2 separate regions of the Ovis aries genome follow, and region 1 is linked to region 2. Evidence: chromatin contacts called from public Hi-C data. All regions are on one chromosome and are shown on one strand. Each heading gives the region's core, a stretch centred on a gene start, on an enhancer-like site or on the middle of the called end of the contact. The rest is flanking DNA. Distances are from core to core; before and after follow the strand shown.

The links. A called contact is a pair of places that touch in the nucleus more often than the background predicts.
Region 1: a contact with region 2 is called in a Hi-C map of liver, with 5 times the contacts expected there. The contact joins two enhancer-like sites. A contact is called at or near these places in 10 of 16 Hi-C or Micro-C datasets (blood, hypothalamus, liver and 5 more).

What each region holds. Positions count from the first base shown.
Region 1 is chr8:89,100,087-89,105,204 of ARS-UI_Ramb_v3.0, forward strand. It overlaps LOC121820216 (a long non-coding RNA gene), which reads left to right. Exons shown (of 2, transcript XR_009601576.1): 2 at 2,448-3,256. Among named protein-coding and RNA genes, the nearest start is that of MPC1, 19 kb to the left of the region's middle. Within about 2 kb of position 2,100, at least 6 of the 54 cell types and tissues checked have an H3K27ac peak or open chromatin away from gene starts, as enhancers often do. A contact at or near this core is called in liver, where this site is marked.
Region 2 is chr8:89,054,992-89,060,208 of ARS-UI_Ramb_v3.0, forward strand. It overlaps LOC121820215 (a long non-coding RNA gene), which reads left to right. Exons shown (of 2, transcript XR_009601562.1): 2 at 2,886-3,793. Among named protein-coding and RNA genes, the nearest start is that of SFT2D1, 20 kb to the left of the region's middle. Within about 2 kb of position 2,015, at least 7 of the 54 cell types and tissues checked have an H3K27ac peak or open chromatin away from gene starts, as enhancers often do. A contact at or near this core is called in liver, where this site is marked.

The DNA of each region.
Region 1 (5,118 bases), core at 850-3,349, 45 kb after region 2:
CGTCCCTGCCCGTGTGGCTTCCACACCAGCTCTCTCGAAAGTTCTGCAAGGACCTACTAGTCTGTGATAATTCCCTTTCCGCTTAAACTTGCTGAAGAGGGTTCTCGTGTCTGTAACTAAGACTCCCAACCAATGTTCTGCAACGGCGCTGTCCAGTGGAACTTTCTGCCTTCACAGAAATGTTCTAGAGTCTGGGCTCTCCAGCTCGGGAGCCCTGGCCTTGGTCAGCCACAGGGCTCTTGATATGTGACCTGTGTGGCCACAGAATGGAATTTCAAATTTTATTTGACTTCTCTGGTGGCGCAGTTGTAGAGAGTCTGCCTGCCAATGCAGGAGACGCAAGTTTGATCCCTGGGTTGGAAAGAGCACCCGGGGGAGCAAATGGCAGCCCGCTGCAGTATTCTCGCTGGAGGATCCCGGGGACAGAGGAGCCTGGCGGGCTGCAGTCCACAGGGTCACAGAGTGTCGGACACGACTTGGTAACTGAACAGCAACAACAAAGCCATTCACATTTAAGTAGCCGACTGTGGCTGGAGGCACCTCTTGGAGGGCACCGCACAGTGATATAAACTAAGGTGGGGCGCGCCTCAGGATTAGCTGAGATCTCAGCGGCCAAGGTCATGGGGCTCAGGGACGAGACGGATGAGCCGGGCTTCCTCCAGGAGGACCAGGGTGGCAGCAGGTTTCCCTTCAACACAGTTTAGGGATCCGGGCACAACGGTCTGCTGACGGAACTGTACGCCGCAGTGCGGACGGTGGGTGCAGGGGGCAGCGCTGCCGAGGAAGCCCAGGCAGGAGGTCAGAGCACTGCCCAGGTGAGCAGAGAGACGCCCAGGAAGGTGCCCAGGTGAGCAGAGCGACGCCCAGGAAGGGAAGGAAGGGAAGAAAGGGAAGCCCAGGGTCCAGAGGTGACCGAGCAGGACAGGAGGTGGATGATGCTGGCGGGGCTGGGGAGAGGCCCTGGAATGAGGAATACCCAGACGGATCCTTGGGAGGTTGTGCAGGTCCTAGGGCTTCAGTTTCAGCTGACTTAGGCAGCTGGGCAGCAGCCGCCAGGCTGGGAGGCTGAGAGGCGCACAGGAGGCTCAGGGCTGATGGACTGGGGGAGGCTTGTCAGGGAGCCCCGTGGCGACCAGCAGCCCGCAGTGGTTGGCCGCCTGCGGGTCAGGGCAGGCCTGGGCTGAGTTTGGAGCTTGGAGGCTCACGTGGTACTGTGTGTCTCTGACAAGGCCGGTCCACCGAGACACAGCGGTACTTGAGAAATACAGGGGTATTATCTGAGCCTTTTTCCGGGGGTTACCTGAGTCATTGGCACCACTGAAGACCTATTCTGAAATTAAATTTTTCTTACGGACCTGTTACAAGGAAGGTTTTGTCTAACGATTAGGTAACTTTTCTGCTTCTCTACCAGAGTGTTTTAATTAATTAATTAAGCCATGATTTGCGGCATTTGGGATCTTAGTTCCCTGAGAAGGGATCAAACCTGAGTCCTAATCACCGGCCCACCAGGGAATTCCCTACAAGAGTTTCAAAATTTCTTGTTTTACTTTTTTAATTTATTTTTTAATGGGAGGAAAGTTGCTTTACAATGTTATGTCGGTTTCTGCTGTCCAGCGATGCAGATCAGCTAAGTGCTGTGTGTGTTCAGATGCTCACTCGTGCCCGGCTCTGCGACCCCGTGGACTGCAGCCCACCAGGCTCCTCCGACCATGGGGTTCTCCAGGCGAGAATGCTGGAGTGGGTTGTCACTTAAGGAGAGATTTTCTCCTGTGTGTGAGAGAGCTATGCTAACATAAAATCGAGAACTGAAAGGATCCTGACCTTTTGCCCTGTGTAGGTTCATGGTGTGTCCATGAGCTTCTGTGTCAGGAGCTTCCCAGAGCTTGTGGCAACGTTGACAGACGCCCAGCTCTGCGGAAATCTTGGGTCGGCAGCTCGGGCCGGGGCATAAGGAGCAGACGTAGCATCTGGGACAGCTGGACAGCTGCCCTCCCCACAACACGTCCCCCTGTAAGGAAAGCGTGTGATCTGGGAGGGGGCGCAGGGGGCGGAAGTGACCCTGTCTACACCTGCGGGACCCACCCTGCCCTCTGGTGGCACATTCTGAGAACTGCGAACTCACAGGAAGCCCTTCCTCTGCACGGAGCTCGGGAGCTGGGTGGTCGCTGGAGTGAAGCTGGGGGAAGAGGAAGTGAGCTCATGCAGGTCTTCTTGCCACGCCGTCCCCTCCCTGCTCTGCTGTTCCTCCCCTCAGCCTGCAGCACCCCCGTTCCCTGGCCCTCTAGCTCCTTCAGAGCATCTTCTCCGTGAGACCCTCTGCCTCTCTGTCTGAACGTGCCCTCCGCTGCGCCCTTGGCCTCCCTGTGTCCCCCCACAGCACTCGGTACCCTGTGATGGTCTCACCCTTTGTGTGATTTGGTTGTTTCTTCTGTTTCCTCTCTCATCAGGAAGAAAGCTGATGGAGGGCCGAGTTCTGCCAGCATCCCTGGGGCCTGGTGAGAAGCTGGTCTGAAGAAATGTTTCTGTGGACAGACTGAGCATCTCTCCATCCGTCCTGGGGAGAACCTTCCTGACCGCGCCTCAGGGCACCCCCTTTCCCACTGGACTTCCCCTGCCATGCACCCCTCTTCCAGCGTCTCCATCAGCCGTCAGGAGACCGAGACCCCGCCCCGGGGTCACCAGGGCTGTCTTGCCGCCTCCCCATTTCACAGCGGGTCCTAGAAGGCTTCGTTGGAGGAAAGGGGAGTCTGAAGCCACTCGAACTTTCTGGGGACGTGGGAACCCGTGTCTCAGCCCCGTGGACTGTGGTCCGGGAACCCGCGCCCCGTGGACCTCAGTCTGGGGACCTGCATCCTAGGCCCGGGGACCGCGGTCTTGGCCCTGCTGACCTCTGGCCTTTTGTCCAGCACATCAGGGACGGTCGCTCGTCTGATGGCTGTGAGGCCAACATTGATTATTTTATCATTAACCCTCTCAAGGGCTTAGACATTATGCTTCCACTGTGATTCCTGTCAGTCTTTTGGATCAAGTCCCACGTGATTCTGGGTTTCTCTGGATGTTTTCTCGGTCTCACTGGGGATCTTGTGTGACTAGGTCAGAGTATGTTGTTAGCAAAAATCTTAGGCTCTGAAAACATGTTTAAATGTATGTGCAGAGCCTAACTCTGGTCTTAATTTCTCTTTAAAAAAATCTTTTCTTCAGTCTGAGCATCTACCTTTCCAACTGCTGTTTACAACTAAAAACAAAACCCGATCGATCCAGTTTCCAAGTCCATAGGTTTACCTGATAAAGAAAGTCTACAGGCCTTGACGTGTCCATGTGATCAAAGTTTCCAACTTCACAGTCCGTCCCTCAGCCCAGAGCAGAGCCCAGGAGCCCTGAGGTCAGGATCAGGGGCTGAGATGACTTCCCATTTCCCCAGGAAAGAAACCCTGCGTGATAAGATTTGTGGGAAACACTGAAATTACGGAACTCACCGCCAGCAGTGCTGTTTCTGAGCTGAGACCACACCTACGATTTGGAAATCGTGACTCTCTTGCCTGAGCTCAGATGCGATGAAAACAGCATATTAAAAATTGTTTCCCTGCCAAATGTTTATGTGATGTTTATCCTAGTCACTGTAAAGTGACAAACACACACCCGAATTGGACACGTGTCATACAGGAGGGCTGTTGATTTTAGATCCTGAATTAGAGCCAGTGTTGGGGAATCAACTAAATAAAACTCGAAAGTCACCGGCTCAACACTGAAAGGTTGATAAGATCTGTGTCTGAGAGGATCCCGCACATCTCAAGGCCTCCGCTTTGAATCCCCTCCTGAATGAAAGCGCAGCTGCCCGTCTGCAGAGCTGGCCTCCGGGCGGCTGCTGTGGTGTGTTGTTACTGGTTTAATTCCTGTTACAGTTTACGTTCCTGTTGCGCTGTTCCTCTCCTGCTGGAAGCTCAGCTTCACGAGAGGTGGGCCCTGCCCCATGGCTCGGAACCTCTCAGGACCGAGACGGGCGTGAGGTCCCAGCTCAGAAGAGCTCTGACTCAGCGACTCTGCACGGGGGACCACGTATTGAGTCCGCGTGTCCGCGCGTCAGTGATGAGATGACCGCCACTGTGTCAAACACGGACAAGCAGAGGGAGTGGGTGCCCTCCCGGGAAGGGAGGCGCCCTCGTCCGGCGTCCGGCCCAGGAGGCCAAGCCCCGGGGCAGGGCCACGTCCGGCTGGCCACCTGAGCGGCAGAGCAGGACCCCTCGGCAGAGCAGGACCCCACGGCCGGCGTCTGACCTGGGATCCCGGGTCACGCGCTGCCTGGTTTCTGGCCTCATCCACGAGCGGGACTCATCACCTGGGAGGTCTCGGAGCGGATGAACGCCAGGATCTGCTGGGGCCCAGAACTGGGTGGCCCGGGGGTGCCCTGGAAACTGGGGGCCCAGGCCCAAGTCTCCATCACCCACCTCGGGTCCCAGGGTCTTGGGAAGCAGATACGCCTACTGGCCTGGTTGGTGGTGCTTAGGACAAGTGACAAGCAGGACTGGAGAATATTGACGGGATATTCTGCAGGAAAGGTGTCTGCAGGCCTATTTCTCATCCTGCAGAAGGTACGTGCCCTGGTGGTTGAGGGTCACCAGGAAGTCCGGTGAGCTAAGGCCGCAGACCGCCCCCGCCTGGCCCAGCCCCTCTCCCGGTCTCACAGGACAGTGTGTACAGACCGGAGCCGCTGGTGTTGGGGAGGGTGGACCCCTGGCCTTGCTCATCTGCTCACGTGTGAGCAGTCATAGAGCTGACGCTCACGGACAGCACACAGCCGGGGCACAGAACTGCCCTGACCTGGGCAAAGGATGGCGGTTTGCCTGCAGCCCTTAGCGGAGGCCTGGGGTTTCCAAAGTCTGGCCTTGCAGAGACACAGCCCCTGTGTGCACCCTTGGCCTGGGCCATGCCCCCCACCCCGCAGAGACCTGGCGGGGGGCAGGGACTGACAGACACAAGGTCTTGATGTAGGCTCTGGGGAGGGGGTCCTGACCCCGAGTCTCCTATCCGGGCCGGGTCCCTGAGACTGTGGTAGGTAACTCGTCAGCTCCTGAGAAGCAAAGCCCGGATGTTGCAATTGCCTGCGATCCACACACAGGC
Region 2 (5,217 bases), core at 765-3,264:
TTGGATGCAGTCTCAAAAACGACAGAATGATCTCTGTTCGTTTCCAAGGCAAACCATTCAATATCACAGTAATCCAAGTCTATGCCCCAACCAGTAACGCTGAAGAAGCTGAAGCTGAAGCTGAAAGGTTCTATGAAGACCTACAAGACCTTTTAGAACTAACACCCCAAAAATATGTCTTTTTCCTTATAGGGGACTGGAATGCAAAAGTAAGAAGGAAGGAAGTCTGGATTTTGCTCGTATCCTTCACCTAATTTCTCCCACTCTTAACATATTACATCACCAGACCACAGTGATCAAAATCAGGAAATTCATGTGGATGCAAATTGAGTTAACTAAGCTGGAAATTTCATTCATGTCTCTCCAACTGTCTCACTAACAGGCTCCTTTGAGTCAGGACCCAGTCCTACTGTGACCAGCAGCCCCAGCCCCGGGGGGTAGGGTGCGGGGGTGTCTGCGGGCCTCCTGCGTCTTTCACAACCTGAGCACGTGGGAGATCTCTGGCAAGCAATTCCATGGAATGTCTTTCGCTTTGGGATAATCTGATATTTCCTCACAGTTACATTGAGCTGATGTTTTTGAGGCAAGAATCCCGCAGAATTCTCTGCATCCTATTGAGAACCACAGGGTGTCTAGAGTCTTCCTCTGTAACCAGGGGTTTCAAATCTGGTGGATTCCTCCTATGGAGGTTGAAGGAAAACAATAAAAAGAATTTTTTTTTTCCTGGAAAGTTGCAAAAAGCAAACCTTGAGTTTCTACTGCCAACGCAATTTACATAGTGTTTACATCATACTTACAACTATTTACATAACACTGACATCTTATGAGGGGGTCTTGGAACCAATTAGAACCAATCAGAACGATTGTTCTGTTAATGTTGATGGTTCGGGTGCTGTCCGTGGGGTTTCCTCACTGCAGAGTCACTGCTTTCCTTCGTCACTTGTGCACACCTATGGGCTTCCCTGGGGGCTCAGACAGTGAAAAGAATCTGCCTGCAATGCAGGAGACCTGGGTTCTCGCCCTTGGTCGGGAAGATCCTCTGGATTCCCTGGGCCAGTAAGATCCCCCGCAGAAGGGAATGGCTACCCACTCCAGTATTCTGGCCTGGAGAATTCCGTGGGCAGAGGAGCCTGGCGGGCTATGGGGTCACAAAGAGTCTGACACAGCTGAGTGACTGACACGCGCACACACTCAGAGGAGGTGCACTGAGACGCAACTACGGTTTCTCATCGTGCTGACACGCCTGCCGAGTCAGCAACAGCAGGTGGTTCTGGCTTCAGACATAGTTACTGTGGCGTCAGCCTAAGGGCGACTTTCTCTTCCCATCATTTGCGTGTGTCTTTGTGATTCTGTTACGAGGAAGAACTGTCCCTCTCCACTGTCTGCCTGCGTGTGTGCAGATTCCGTCACTCATTCATGCCTCATTGATGCGGCTGTGGGCTGACGGGTATTGATTTCATGCTCCGGCTTAGTAATCACTGTCACTGGTTATTTTGTTGCTCAGATTGTCCCATATTTCGCCTGCGGGGCTCCTGTGTTCTGCCCACGTTCCCTCATCGTTTTTGGAGCACGTGCTTAACTTCTGACACCATAGCATGTTCCAGGCTCATGGTGTGTTTTCCCAATCCCACGCTGAGCCAACTGTTTTCCAAGGAGACTCATACTCAGGAACAAATATCTGGCCTCCAGGTGTGCCCACTGTCCCGGGGGTGTTCTTGCTTCTAGGCCACCCAAGCGGACAGAGCTGGGGCGATACGCGGACCCCGTGAGTTTATTCCCTCAGCTCCCATCATCCTAACCCTCCTCCTCTTTGCTTAAATCATAACGTCCTTTCCTGAGGGTGAGAAGCCTGGTTTTCATCCCCGCCTTGTGTTTGCATAGTTGCTCAATCCTAGATTAACCACACTGCACTTCAGAGTGTTGCCCTTACCCCTGCGGGAAACACAGTTCTGAACAACAGTAAAATGTTTGAGCATGGATCACTCTGTTCTGAGCTACACTGTGTGGTCAGTAAACTGTTTTCCAAACACATCAGGTTAGTGATCGGTTCATTTGGAACCGTTGTGTCCCAGCCGGGTGCCCCACATCCTGGCTGATTCTAAGTGCTATTCTGGGGAAGTCTTTCCAGACACACAGCGGTGTCTTGCTCCCCTCCCCCCCCTTCCCCTCAGTCCCCCACCCCCCACCCTTCCTGCACTGCTGCCTAATCTCCTGTCTGGTTTATTCATCTGCATTTCCTTTGCACAAAGAGCAGATGTGTTGCTTCCCCCATCTCCCATCTCTCTTACAGGAGGACAGGATACCAAATACGCCCGTATTTCACTTTTTTCACTTAGCAGTATATCCTGGAATATCCACATCAGTTCTTAGAAGTCCTTGTGTTTTTAACAGCTGAATAATGTTGCTTTGTGTTCAACAGTTTTCTCAATGACTACTTAGGTTCTTCCTACATTTTTTCAACAGCAAACAATGCTACAATGAATAACAGTATATATTCATATACTCACACATATACACACATACATGTACACATACATACACATCTTGATTATACGTACACATATGTACATCTGGTGGCTCAGCCATAAAGAATGTGCCTGCCAATGCCGAAGACTTAAGAGATGCAGGTTCGATCCCTGGGTGGGGAAGATCCCTTGAAGAAGGAAATGGCAACCCACTCCAGTACTCTTGCCTGGAGAATCCCACAGACAGAGGAGCCTGGTGGGCTGCAGTCCATGGGGTCACAAAGAGTCGGGCACAACTGAGCAATGAGCACCCAGCCACACCTACACATAAGCACGTGCATACAGATGTTAGCTGCTATTGTATCACAAGTCACTTCCAAATGTAGTATCTTAAAACAGCAGCTGTTTATCACTTTACAGAATCTGGGGATCAGGAATCCACGCACAACTCAGCCGGGTCACCTGGCTCTGGGTCGAGGTACCAGCAGGCTGTGGTCTCACCCAAGGGAGGACCCTCGTGCAAGCTCGCCCAGGCGGCTGTGTGCGGGATGCGAGCCCTCTGCAGTGCTGGGCTCAGAGCCTCACTTCCTGCCTGGCTGGAGGCTGCCCTGAATTCCTGGGTTGTCTGCAGTGGCTCACGGCTTCGAGTCTGTCTTCCATCTATGTGAGCCAGCAAGACAGAGCAAGACCTAAGACACAGCCTTTTTGCAACCTAATCTCAAATGTTGCCTCCATTCCTTTCATCGCATTCTGTTAATGAGAGGTGCGTCACTCCCGCTAACTCAGATGGTAAAGAATCTGCCTGCAGTGTGGGAGACCCGGGTTTCATCCCTGGATTGGGAAGATCCCCTGGAGGGAGGGGATGGCAACTCACTCCAGTATTCTTGCTTGGAGAATCCCATGGCCAGAGGAGCCTGGAGGGGTACAGTACAGGGGGTCGCCAAGAGTCGGACATGACTGAGCGACTGGCACTCTCTCCAGGTCCAGGTAATGCTCACAGAAGGAAGGAGCGCGGAGCACAAGCTCCAGGTCGCAGGGCGCCTGGGGACCGTCCAGAGCCTGCCTGCTGTGGAATCTATCTTCAGGGCACATTCTCAGATGAGAACTGCTGGGTCAGAGTGTGTGTGTGTGCCGGCACGTGGATCACACAGATGTGCCTCCCCACCAGCCATGTGGAAGAGTGTGTTTGCCCACAGCCTGGACAGTGGGGTGTACCACCGGACATTTCTGTTTTTACCAACCTGACAGGTGAAAAAAATAGTATTTCAGTGGAAAAACATGCTCACAATCATTCATAATGAAATCAAAATAAAACAACATTGAAACACTGGTGTTTTCCTGCTGTATTTCCATATCATATGTAAAGAGACTTTTTACTTCTTTGCTGCTTCTTACACCTGCAATTGAATACTTTTTATCTAATCGCACTGCTGAGCATATACTGTGTGGACTAGTTGAGAAAATGCGGGGCATACCTTACTTTGACCTTCCCGGTGGCTCAGACAGTAAAGAGCCCCCTGCAGCGCTGGAGACCGGCATGGCTACCCACTCCAGTGTTCTTGCCTGGAGAATCCCAGGGACAGGGGAGCCTAGCGGGCTACGGACCATGGGGTCGAAAAAAGTCAGATACTACTGAGCAGCTAACACACTTTAACCTTGTTCTTTATGTTAGTAAAAATGCCTCTAATGTTTCTTCATTAAGTAAGATGCTGGCTTCAGGACCAAAGACTATCTACATTATCATCATTATTATACTAAGAAAGTATCTCAAGTAAGGAATTTTTATCAGGAATGGTTCTGAGTTTTGTCCAAGACTTTTACCGCTTCTGTGGAGATAATTATAAGATGTCTTCCTGGATCTGTAAAAATGTGTATAATATTGATGGATTTTCAGATATTGAATCAACTTTGCTTTCCTGGAATAACTCACACTTAGTCATGACAAATTATTTTCTTAATGTGGTATTGACCTCTACTTGCTAACATTTTATTTGTATTTTTGCCATCCTCTATCCTTAACCTTTCAGTATCCTTCGGTTTTGATTACGCCTCTTCTAGACGTCATGTTATTGTATATATTTTTCTATATTCAATCTGTCTTTATCTTTTATATTTGGTAAGTTTTGTCTCTTTATAATTATTATAGTGACTGTATGTTAGGATTTTGCTTTTGCAATCTTATGCTTTGCTTTTATTGAATTTTATTTTCTTTTCTGCTTCTTTTTATTCTCTTTTCCTGCTTTCTTGTGGCCATTTTGAGTTTTCTGCCAGTTTAAAAGGTTAAAGATTATATTTTTGTTCTTACTGTGGCTAACCTCAATTTAAAACCTCTAATTATGGATCTTTACCAGTCTTAGTAAACTTGGCAATATCTTATTGTATCTTGTAATTCAGGACGTTTGCTCGTGGTTTTGGGCTCCCTCTTCCTTCAGCCCCCATGGTGCTGATATTTTAGCCCTGGACTGTTGTGGACACAGTCTGCTCCCCACCTGGTTCCGATGGTGGACTTTTCCTGGGCGTTTCATTACCCTTAGCTCTGTGGCTCTTATAGCAGTCCCCTGGGTTTGTTTCTTTTCGTGTCTGAATCCTGCCTCCAAGAGCTTTTTTTAGTGGATGGCAACATTTTTGAGGCTTGTATGAGTGAGAATGTTTATACCCTCACATTTGAGTGACAATTCAAATTTTAAAAAGCTAACATTCAAAGTCATTTTCTTTTACTACTTTAAAACCATTAAAGGACGACTTGCTTGGT